2 separate regions of the Rattus norvegicus genome follow, and region 2 is linked to region 1. The links are chromatin contacts, called in public Hi-C maps. All regions are on one chromosome and are shown on one strand. The core of a region is the stretch at or near the end of the contact, and the rest is flanking DNA. Distances in the headings are between cores, read along the strand shown. Region 1 overlaps Rtn4 (reticulon 4). Region 2 overlaps Sptbn1 (spectrin, beta, non-erythrocytic 1).

Region 1 (6,426 bases), core at 2,398-4,897:
TCCTGGGAAACAATAAGGAAGTTAGAGGGATCACATTTCTCCTCTACAAAATTGCCTACAAAACTTTTAATAACAAGAGGATGTCAAGCTAAAGGCAAGTTGGAGCTATGTGGCAAGACTCTGTCTCAAAGAAAACAAAACATAAGCCAGAACCTATAGTCACACCTATGGTTACACAGGAACATAAATGAAATACAATCAACTTTTACTTTTGTGGTCAGGTGAGTCTGACAACTAATCTATTAAGCCTCTTCAATAATGCTACTGGACAACTGGATGTCCACCAGCAGGAGAATGCCACTGGAGTCCCTAGACTCCCACATTTTATATTACATGAAAGGTTAACTTATGGGGTAGAGAGATGGCTCAGCCATTGATGGTTCCCAAATCTCTTGAACTTCAGTTCCAGAGGATCCGATCCCTTTAGCCTCAGTAGCTATCTGCATTCATGACAAACCGACTACTAAAAATAACAAAACATTGTTTTAAACTAACTCAAAATAGAATAAAAATCTAAAGATAGGAGTTTAAACTATAAAACGCTTTTAGGTGGTTGGCAAGATGGTTCAGTGGGAGCCTGGGGGCACCTGCCACCAAGCTTGATGATAAAGCATTTTATCTCCTAGACCTACATGGTAGAAGGCAAGAACTTAGCCCTATAAGCTGCCTTCTGACCTCTATACACACTCCTACACATACGCACATGAGGGGGAGCTTTTAAAAATAACAATTCTTTTAAAAGAAAAAAGTAGGTGTAGGTTGTCAAGACTTTGTATCTTTTGTTTCTTAAAGTATGGTATTAGCATAAACACAAGAGAAAGCAAACATACTGAGCCTCTTCTAATATAATATTTTATGTTTCAAAGGACATAATGAAGAAGGTGAAGACAATCTACAAAATTGGAGAAAACACAAAGTAAATAAGGGATAAGTAGATAAGGGATGCTAGAGAGAAGGCTCCTTTAGAAACACGCAGTTTGATTTCCACTGCCCCACTGTGACTCATAACAATGTATAACTGAAGCTCAGGGGACCCAGCCCCTCTACCAGCCACTATGGGCACCAGGCAGACACATGACACACACACTTAGGCAGGCAACACACTCACATGCAGGAAATTCTTATTAAAGTATCAGACAAAGGATGTTTTTATAAGGAACTCTTTAACTCTTACATATAAAATGTTCGTGGAACATCCCTTTTAAAGATCCAAGATAAACTGAACAATGATTTCCCCCTTTCAACTATTGGAAACGCATATGGGTTTATGCCAAGCAATTTAAATAAAATACCTATAATTTAGGGGGAAGAATGTATCTCCCTGCAGTTTTATCTTTGTTTTCAAATTTTAAAAATGTAGAACACTTTTTGATTATTCCATATAGTGTACTTTACCTAACTAAAATTGAAATTTAAGGGAGCCCAGTTTTTCTTTCACTGACTCAGTGCAAAGAGCTGCATACATTTGGTAATCACAGGTTGTCATCTGCTGTAGCTAAAAATAGTGCTAGACCAAATGCCTTACATGCACAAGTCATCCTGTTACATTTTCCTTAAATGAAATACGCATTTAAGTTAGCCTGAAGTCAGGTTTCGATTTTAAAGCTGTATTTAAAAACAACTTTAAAAAAAAATAATAAAGAATAGTGAGTTCCTACTATTCACTACATTTGACTTACTAATAATTAAAACCATGACTTATTTAGGTCATAAATCTTTCAATACAAACAGGGCTGACAAACTGATACAGTGGGTAAAAAGGCACAAGTTGGATGACCTGAGTCTGATACCTGGGACCCATAGGACCCATGGATGTCATCCTCCGATCTTCATATACACGGCAACATGGGGAGCCCACACACTTACACACATAAAAATTTTTCAATGTGGGGATAGGGGGCATCAATACAAAAATGGAATAGAAAATATCCCTAACTTCACATTTCCAATTTCTCTAAACCATGGTGTAGTTTTCCATTCATAGCAAAAGCTATAGATTTAATACCATTTTAAGTTAAAGTTAAGTATTTTTAATATGTATCTATCTACGTACTCCTAAACACGCCTTGCACAAAACATGACAACTTTTAGTTATAAAAATTAGTTATAAAGGTCTGCATACGTGGAGTACATGCATGTTCCTCATATTTTTTACAGAAAAAATCTCAATCTTGCAAAGTCTGTAGTCTGAAAGGAGACATTCCCAAATTTGTTTCAATATTCTCACTTTCAGGTATGCAAGGCTCTGTTAATGCTTCATGGCTTTTCATATTTGAGTTGGTTTACATTTATACAAAATAAACAAGGTGGTGGTGCTACATATAAGAAAAGCCAACACGTTATTATTTTAGTGCCTATCACACCTCTCACAAGCATACGAAGTAAATGTAAAAGCCATTAAACAGATCACACACACACACACACACACACACACACACACACACACAGCACCTTATATACACAGTTTAAGTCAACCTTGGCTATAATAAAGCACAGACGAATAATTTGGTCTCAGAACATAGCTCCAAGAATTCAAACAACACTGGCAAAATTAAATTCAACACCCGTAAGCCCAAATTCTACCAACAGAGATGAGATTAAGTTAAAAAAAAAAAAAGTAAAGAGAATTCTATTCACTGTTTAAACATTCTTCCTACAGTAAAGTATGTAATCCAGTCCTTAAGAGAAAGGATACCAGACTCAGTAGAAGTCTCAGGAGATTTAATCTTTTAACAGTACTAAGCTACTAACCACATCTACCTTTTCCCACAGTAGATATAATAAGACTATTGCTCTTTTTTTCTTAAGAGTGAGAACCAGGCGCTGGAGAGATGGCTCAGTGGTTGAGAGCACTGACTGCTCTTCCAGAGGTCCTGAGTTCAATTCCCAGCAACCACATGGTGGCTCACAGCCATGTGTAATGAGATCTGATGCTTTCTTCTGGTGTGTCTGAAGACAGCTACAGTATACTTATATATAATAAAGAAATCTTTAAAACACACACACACACACACACACACACACACACACACACACACACACACAAAAGCCTTTCTCTATTTTCTACAATGCAGTCCCGCTACTTACAAAAAAAAAAAAAAGAAAAATCTAGAAAAAGACAATGAATGAATGACCAAGTTTAAGTGAGCTTTAGCTCAATTTAGAATTAAAAACAGGTATTTTCCTAAGATTAGCAGTTCTTAAAATTGGTTAATGACAAACTCAGCCTAACTCCTCCCTAGGCTCAAGGGAAGGCTAGCATTTCAGGCACCTGGGCAGGCCCTTTGCTCCTCCCCGCTTAGCAGTAGCACATACACCTACACCTCATCCACTTCAAGCTTTCACAGAAGTTGAAATGACTTCCAGACAAGACTAGGAAGCCCTATACGAGTTCACAAGGGAAGACTGCAAGAGTCTTGAAGCATAATCAAACTGAATTTTAATGCTACTGAAACTTCTCACGAAGGTCATCTAAAGCAGTTGAACTTCCCAATCTACAAAAGCACTAGTAAAAATAGGCAATATTACACTTTCTCCTAAAATCTGACAGTCTGTAATCACTTTTTCTTCATCCTAAACAGCTTCTCTACAACCAGTCTTCTCTTGGTGAAACCACGCCCTCCTGCTCCTTCTACTGCTGTTAGAGCTAACTTCTCCTGGTACTCCACTAATGCAGGCTCGGAGCTACTGGCTTTGCTTCCCTATCTTTAGCTTTTGAAGAAGATACCCTCACTTTGCATTTGTTGTATATTCTTTATCATTGCTTGGCATTTCCATCACTTCAAAGTGTCTGGAACTCAATTTGGCCTTCAAAATGAAATCTGATGCTAAGCACAGTTGTTCATTGCGATTGTGACTTCATATAGTCCTGCAACCTATGAGAAGTATCAAATATTTCTTCACTTATTGTTCTTAAATCTGTTACTTCCTTTTCATTCCCACTTCAGATGAGGAGGTTCTGGGTGTTCTTTTGTAAAAACCGGGCATAACTACAGCCATCCCAAACTCAGGCTTTTCTCCTCCAGCTTATACTACACCACAGATGGCCTTCTGAACCAGTCATCAGTTATTACTACTTACTTAAAACATCAAACCAACACAACCTGGCCCAGAACATCTTGTCATAAAACCCCAGAGAACCTCAAAACTGGAACCCTATAAAAACTTAGAGGAAGTTTCTTACCTAGTCAAAATCAAAGCATATTAGAACTGAAGTGTGAGCCCCTAGATTGTTTTCCAAATCTGCCCAGTAATAAAATGATGACACCAGATTGCCAGACCCTATAAACTTGCTTTGATAGAATCACAGGAATCATTTTTTTTTTTTGTGAACCACAGAGAAGCTTCAGGAAATCTGACCTAGACCTTCTAACCTTCTGTCATCTTTGATCCTACAAATCTATCTTTCCACTATTATCCTATACAATCTACTCTATCCAAAATATTCTAGTCACTGTCTTGGTCCTATCTTCTTAGTGCTTACAAAGCAGGTGTGATTAGAAAGGAAGGAAAAACTACAGGGATGGGAAGAGAACAGAGCCCAACAGAGCCGCTCACCTGGTGAAGCCTCTTACCAACTAAGAATCAAGAATTCCAACAAAATTAACATTTGCAAATTCTTAGGAATCTCAACGGAAGTCCAGCTTACAAACAAAAGGGCATGTCCTAGTTCCTGGTGCAACCCTAAACTCCTGAGTTTATCTTATTAGGTTTGAGCCCATCCAAGGAACTATGAGTTCTATAATCTCATGTACAGAAAAAGTTTCTGAGCAATCCTTTGAAATGTACCTTGAGAGCCACAAAAATGCTATGCTGCTGCTAATTCCAATTCTTTGAGAACTGTGAGCACAGTATATTATATTTTCTTCCCAGGCACCTCTTTGTCTTTAATCTTTTCTTCCTACCGTATGGTCTAAATTTCTTTCCTGTACTGTCTGAAAAAGAACCTGCGGGCTGACCTGGGTTACAGTGTGGAGTTGTCTCTCTCTGCTGCTGACATCACTCTTCCATCACTCTCCCATCACTCTCCCATCACTCTCCCATCACTCTTCCATCAGTCTTCCATCACTCCTCCGTCACTCCTCCATCACTCTTCCATCACTCCTCCATCACTCTCCCATCACTCTTCCATCACTCTTCCATCACTCCTCCATCACTCTTCCATCACTCCTCCATCACTCTCCCATCACTCCTCCATCACTCTTCCATCAGTCTTCCATCACTCTTCCATCAGTCTTCCATCACTCCTCCATCACTCCTCCATCACTCCTCCATCACTCTTCCATCACTCTTCCATCAGTCTTCCATCACTCTTCCATCACTCCTCCATCACTCCTCCATCACTCTCCCACACACCTGACCTGACTCACAAGTCTTCCTTCCTTCCTTCATCTTCATCTAACTTTTCCATAGAACCTCAATAATGAAATATTATAGATTTCATTTGTCAACATATTCTGCCAATAAACAGAAAATAGTAAGACTGTAACAATACCAATTATAATACTGTTCTTTACCAAAACGACTAGATATCTAATAAGCAAAAACATTTAAAACTTCACCAAAACAAAAGCAAAGCCAAACACGAAATCAGAATTCTATTTGTTACTGGTGACAGATTTGGGAAGGGAGTCTGGGAGGACAATGCAGGTCTGGGGGACCAGGCCTGAGTCTATTATTTTAAGTTTACCCAGACACCTCAGGATAGGTTCCTTCTTCTAGGTTCCTCACTTTTTCAAAGTAAGGAAAAACTCATTCACCTCAAGCATCTCAGTGATTTCCAATTTAAATCTTACTATATATGATCTTTAGCATTAGCAGCTGATACAGAAAAACACTAAAATATAACAACACCTAGATATGGAAAAAAATAAAGTTGGTCTGACTTACTGAAACAAGCACTAAAAACAAAAGGCACTAAAAAGTATCAGCCGACCAGATTTACAAACAAATAAAGCAAGGCTCAGCAGAGAGATTCAAGAGTGATTCTCAGTTTGTTTAAGAGCCTTTAATAGTTAAATCTCTGATAAAAGGTAGATTCTACTGCATCTTAATCTCTTGTCTTTATATCCCTGCATTATCTTAGTAAGAGCTTAATATTTTAATACTAGACAATTGAAGTTGTTCACACTAAGACTTGAAAGTTGCAGAATGGGCCTACTGTGGCTTTTCACCCACTTTATTATATTTATATTTGGTAAGTATCTTTCTACTTACCAAAAACTAGCATATTGATTCACTTCACCTTTAACATTTAGGACTAAGCTAAAGAAAAGGCCTTTTTATAATAAAGCTCACAGCTTTTCCCCTTTATGTTCAATAAAAGATCTTTAACAAAGACTCATTTGAATTCAATGTTAAACTTACCTTTCCCCTACATTTTTCTTGGTTGGTTTTGGTTTTGTTTTTAAAGCAGGTCATTGCTGC
Region 2 (5,958 bases), core at 121-2,620, 490 kb before region 1:
TTCCACCCCCTTGCTTGCCACTTCCTATAAAACCTTGTCCCGATGAGAGTTCAGGGCTGCTTCACCAAACCGTCCCGTGGGTCAGTGGTGAGGTAAGCCCAGGCTCCAGCTTGGGATAAAGAGACCCTAATGTGGTTACCCAGGAGTCTGCTCCTGGTTGGTCTTTTGGTGCTCTTTCCTCAAGAGCACATAGGGTATGTTAATGGTTTGTGAGAGAACTGTAATGGTAAAAGAGGAAGCAGGGGGACTGCTTGAGCCCCTGATGGTGCCATCCCAGACACAGGTGGTTCATTTCAGCATGGAGACCCTGGTGCAGTCCTCTGTTGCTGGGCGGTGATCTTGTTCTATTAGCACACAGATACTAGTGATGAACTGTGCAGGCTGGCCCCTGCGTACACTCTTGGTGCACACTGAAGCTTGAGCCAAGTGAGCATCCATGTGCAAAACTCTTACTATTAATCTTTTAATCTTAAGGTTAGGAGGGAGAAGGAGAGGAGATAACCAGCATCAATTCCCCTTGTTATTTTTCTACCACCAAGACAGGAGCTATTTCCATTACATTCCCTTCTTAGATGTGCACTTTACTTACTTAGATAGCTTTGTGTACCTGACTGGGCCTGAGTCCCTGCAGTGAAATTGAACACATACAGGAGTTTAACTATACCAATAGAATCAAGCACAGACCCTTACAAATGCCATAGGACTGGCCATGTTGTACCAAGAAGCGTTCAAGAACCCAAAACACCAACCAGGAGCAGACTCCCGGGTAATCACATTAGGGTCTCTTTATTCCAAGCTGGAGCCTGGGCTTATCTCACCACTGACCCACGGGACGGTTTGGTGAAGCAGCCCTGAACTCAACTCATGGGGACAAGGTTTTATAGGAAAGGACAAGCAAGGGATGGAGGTGTCTAAGCCTGCAAGCATCTAATTGGGGGCTATTGTTGTCCTTTAACATAATTGGCTGGTGCTAGGTGTCAAACCATAAACTCAACTAGTTCTTTTCTGCTGGTTGATGGTTGTTAGGAAATGAAGTGGCAAGGGGCAGGCATGTAACCTGGAGGTGCAGATTTGTTGGGGAGTAACCTGGAAACTGGTGCTAGACACCGGCTGTTAGTTAGCCCGAGTTCAGCCCTAGGTCAGGTTCTCTAAGATGGAGTCTGAACCCATGACCTTTCAGCTGGACCTTTCTCCATGTCCTGTCAGCACACCTGACACAAATACCCACACACACCACTACCACATTCACATTCACGTCTGCTACTGCCAGTGCCAAACCACTTCCGTCTCTGGGGTAGCCTCCAACCAGCTCTGCTTCTATTTTTGACCCTAGAATGTGTTTCCACATGGCACCAAGAACAATCCTTCGGCAGATGCTGGATCAAAGGTCATCATTCTAGACTCAGCCAAGTCTGGCCTGACTCTGTCTAGCTCCTGTAGCCTTATCTCTCCTTACTTCTCCCTCTGCACACCGGACTCCAGCTGTACTGAGCATGCCATGGTGTTTCCTTTGTCTGGTTTGCCACTCTTCCTGATCTGGGAATGGTCTGTGCCTTTTAGACACTGAGATCTACTTCAGTACTAAGCAGTGTATTTATTTCTGACCAGCTAAAATAGCCACTCTCAAATTCATCTGTTTGCGTTTTATTTTCCTTAACTCTGTGGCTTTTCTTGTATGTTGTGTCTCCCTTCTATGAGGACGTAAGCTTCACTCGCATCGTTTGTTGGTTTGTTGTTCTTCCCCAGGAATCTAGAGCAATGCTGAGCATGTAGTAATTCCTCAATATACTTGGGTTTTGCATGTGAATAATGGCTTTATTGAATGGAGGAACTGTATTTAAAGCTAAACATGAACCTCCATGAATAGACATAATTAGTGGGCCAGAGCTTATTTCATAATTATTCCAAAAAAAAAAAAAAACACCATTATCCGCAGTGAGCTCTAGAAGAGTGGGTCCTAGAATTTATAGAAACAATGGCATAAATAATTATAATACTTGAGTATTTACTATGCACAGATACTATCTTTGATGTCTTATGCTTAGGTCTGGATCTTAGGCATCAATTTTGAATATGTAAACGAGATACAGAGACCGAATGGTTTGTTCGTTTTTCTTATATAGTTGTTGATAAATGAGAAACTAGAAGGTAATAGACCATAAAACTAAGTGAATGCATTCAAGAAGACCCATGTAGATGTTGCTATAACCCCGATTAAAACATTAAACCCTCACCTTCATTTCTTTTGATTTTCACTTTGTTTTGCTCTGTTTTGGGTTTTTTGTTTGTTTGTTTGTTTTTTAAGACGTGGGTTCTCTATGTAACCACAGCTGTCTTGGAACTCACTCTGGCCTTAAATGCAGAGATCAGCCTGCCTCTGCCTCCTGAGTGCTGGGATTAAAGTTATGCGCCACCATTGCCCAGCCAATTTAAACTCGTTTTTAAAAGAACATTAATTTGGCATCCAGCGTTTCATTCAGTCTCCTCCCTCCTCCGTGTTTGGGGCCGAGGTCACACTTGTGGTATGAAGCAGAGCCAAAGTTGAAAATCAGCCTTGGCTCTAGAAGGTGCATCTGGACAAGCAGAAACTATGCTCCTGCAGCTCTGTGGAGGCTGTGTGCTTTGAATACATACCTATGCTTTTCCTTTCTGTGTCACAGAACTCAGAAGTAACTGATGTGGACAAGCAGCTGAGACAGCCAAGATGACGACCACGGTGGCCACAGACTATGACAACATTGAGATCCAGCAGCAGTACAGCGATGTGAACAACCGCTGGGACGTGGATGACTGGGACAATGAGAACAGCTCTGCACGGCTCTTTGAGCGCTCCCGCATCAAGGCCCTGGCAGGTGAGTGTCCTGAAGTTGTGTGTCTCACCTGTCACCAGATGTTCTATAGCCCTTGAACAGCAGCCATTTCTCCTTTAAGCTGTCTTGCTTGAAGTTGATCTCCCCTTGCTTTAACATATCCTACGACAACTAGCTGACCCTTTTATAAGACATTTACTTTTGGAGAGCTGCCAACCTTAATAGCTAACATAGTTTAGAACACAGTAAATAATGTTTACAGCAATTTAGAAAGAGCTGCTAAGAGTTTGCAAGGATTTTTTTATTTGTAACACATCTTTCATTTCAAATGTTTTATCATACCATATTTATATAAAATATCCATAAAATGGCTGTGTTCTTAGTGCCAGTGGCAGATTAACTGATCTTAGCAGTGCAAGGTTAGTGAGTATCTACTGCAAGGTCTTTAGATCTGAAAGCAGCCGTGTCCTGTGGGAAGGCTGTATTTAATGCTGTTAATGAGCAGGTTTGCCATTGACCATTCCCATTAGTGTGGATTGTCCTTCCTGTGTGATTGGTATTCCCTTGCTGCTGCTGAATACATAGAACATTTCAGTGGCCTTCATCAGCAGGCAGCAATGTCAGGAAAAGGTTCCATCACTCTGAAAACTGAGCAGTACCAGACATGTATAAAACAAGAGTCAAAATGGAGTGTATTTAAGATACTCTTTGCGTGTACTTTTGAGATTTTAGAGGATTGTTTCAGAATGAGAAAGTGGGTGAATGATTTTTCCTTTTAGTGTCATTAATTATGATAGATTATACCATGATGAGCAGATATATTCCCTATTGATTGTTAATTCTAGTTCACTTTTCTGTTGTCTTTATAGTAGAATCTGATTATGAAACACTGTTTTCAAGAAGGAGGACATCTAATCAAGTGGCTAAAGTGACAGAGAAATTATTGGTCATAGAGTCAGCACGTTCTAGCTTTTGATAGAATTTTTCATGACCTTAAATGATATGACCAGGTTGGCCCAAAGCAGTGGTTCTTAACCTGTGGGCCTCAACCGCACTGGGGGTCAAATGACCCTTTCACAGGGGTCGTCAAAGACCATAGATATTTACATTACAATTCATAATGGTAACAAAATCACAGTTATGAATTTAGCAATGAAAATAATTTTATGGTTGGGGGTCCCAGAACCTGAGGTATCACAGCATTAGGAAGGCCTTTGGAAATCACGAATGTGGTCCGTGCTGCTGAATCAGTTGGTACTTTAACATTCTTTTTCATGAATCCTCATTTGAGACTTAAGACCATTCTGCTGGTGGTAGCTAGTTACCTCAGATCATAAGCTTCATGTTCTAGTTCCAAGCTAACCTATGTTGTCTTGTTTTAAGAGCATTTTATTTATACAACATAGAGCAGTTTCTTGGGGTTTTTTTCTTTTTCTTTTTCATATGTATGTGAAATGCATGGACACGTATGTGCACATGTTTTGGATGTATATAGGTACATGTGCATGTACACATATGCACAGGTGTGTGGAGATCCAAAGTCGATGTGTTATCTGCCTTAGTCACTCTACTTTATTTATTATATGTCTCACTAAACTGAAGCATCACTAATTCTGGATAGTTTAGGTAGCCAGCTTGCAAAATAATCTCCTGCCTCTGCTTCTGGAGAACTGGATTTATGGGTGGCCTCCATGTTGTCTGGTTTATCAGGTAGTCCTCACATGTGCACAGGAAGCTTTTTATCCATTGAGCCGCACCAGCCCATTCCAGCTCCTGTTTGTTTTTCTCTGTGAGAGATCTTTCAACACACTCAGATTCAAGAGCTCAGCTGTTCTGGGTGTTGGTCCTTGTCATAACCTTCTAGGGATGTTGATGCTAGTGCCAGAATGATGGGTTACAGTAATGATAGCAAGAGCTTAATGTGTTTCTGTGGGCCATGCACCGTTCCAAACGCATCGAAGCCAGGCAGGGTAGCATATGTTTATACTAGCACTTGGGAGACTGAGGAGGGAAGATTTTGATTTTGAGGCCAGCCTTAGCAGCGTAGTGAGATCTGGTCTCAACAAGAGTAAAACCGAAAAGTAGCCAATCCCAGGACAGTTGCTTGAGGAGGGCTATTGTCTTCTGTGAATGGTAGAAGTGTAATCTGAGGCACAGAAGGAGTGAGTACTTACTCAGGGCACATCATTGGCACGTCACCCCATTGCCCAAGAGAGCATAGCAAAGGGTACTTTGCTACCTACATGATATGCAGCCCCTGACAGGATGGAAAACACAACTCTTTAACTTCCTCCTCAAGAAGTTGGGCAAAAAGGAATCTCAACTCTTCAGCCTGTGCTATCCTCAAATTCTCAGTTATCCTGCTTTAGCTTCTTCAAGTTATGGGGTTACTGGTATAAGCTAACATGTCCAGCAAGACTTTGATATATTAGGTAAGTAAACAGGCAATATTAGTGTTGCCATATACTCAAAAGTAAAATTTCTTCTCAACATGTCTTAGTATGAAAATTTATGAATGCCATTTTCTATTTATTATTAAATGTTTTAAATACTCACATTCCTTTTACATATGAGAGAGAGGTAAGAAGCAGTCTAACTTTGAACACATGGTAGATAGTACTTTTCCCTTTGTCATGATGCTGCTCTTGTGAGTTTGAACATTCTTTTCTTTAGTGGTGTTGACTTGCAAAGGGTTTTTGGCATGCTGGTTCAGCCTCAGGCAGTACACTGTGAGGTGAATTTATGTCTTGTGTAAGTTATTTCCCGCATCCCATGGTGGCATGTCCACATTCCTTACCTCTGACCAGCTTGCCTCAGTGTACTGGGACATGTGATAACTACGTAATCTGAGTGCCCTCGACCAGCATTCCATTTGAAAGAAAACACAGTGCTTAGATCTTTTAAGAAATGTCAGAGGGGCTGGAGGTGTAATTCAGTCCGAGAATTCTTCCCTAGCATATGCAAGGCTCTGTGTTCAGACCCCAGTACTAAAAGAAAGAGATGGGGAAAACAGCTGAACCACAGCCTCAAGAGTTAAATGCTTTCTTTTCAAAATTGCATTCGTGATCACTGCTTATGTTTATAGAATCCACACAGATTAGGGAAAGTAATAGCCTTTCATAATATATGACTTAATTTGGGAATATCG

The links. Hi-C and Micro-C count contacts between places; a contact is called where the count stands out from the background.
Region 2: a Hi-C map of psoas muscle shows a contact between it and region 1, with 3 times the contacts expected there. The contact joins two enhancer-like sites. A contact is called at or near these places in 2 of 12 Hi-C or Micro-C datasets (kidney and psoas muscle).

Annotation. Positions count from the first base shown.
Region 1 is chr14:107,677,567-107,683,992 of GRCr8, reverse strand. All of the region lies in intron 3 of Rtn4 (reticulon 4), which reads right to left. The region is part of intron 42 of Eml6 (EMAP like 6); the gene reads left to right. Among named protein-coding and RNA genes, the nearest start is that of Rtn4, 30 kb to the right of the region's middle. Within about 2 kb of position 3,647, at least 1 of the 93 cell types and tissues checked has an H3K27ac peak or open chromatin away from gene starts, as enhancers often do.
Region 2 is chr14:108,170,038-108,175,995 of GRCr8, reverse strand. Sptbn1 (spectrin, beta, non-erythrocytic 1) reads left to right here. Exons shown (of 36, transcript NM_001410274.1): 2 at 2,661-2,852. The coding sequence starts at 2,705. Among named protein-coding and RNA genes, the nearest start is that of Sptbn1, 45 kb to the left of the region's middle. Within about 2 kb of position 1,370, at least 4 of the 93 cell types and tissues checked have an H3K27ac peak or open chromatin away from gene starts, as enhancers often do.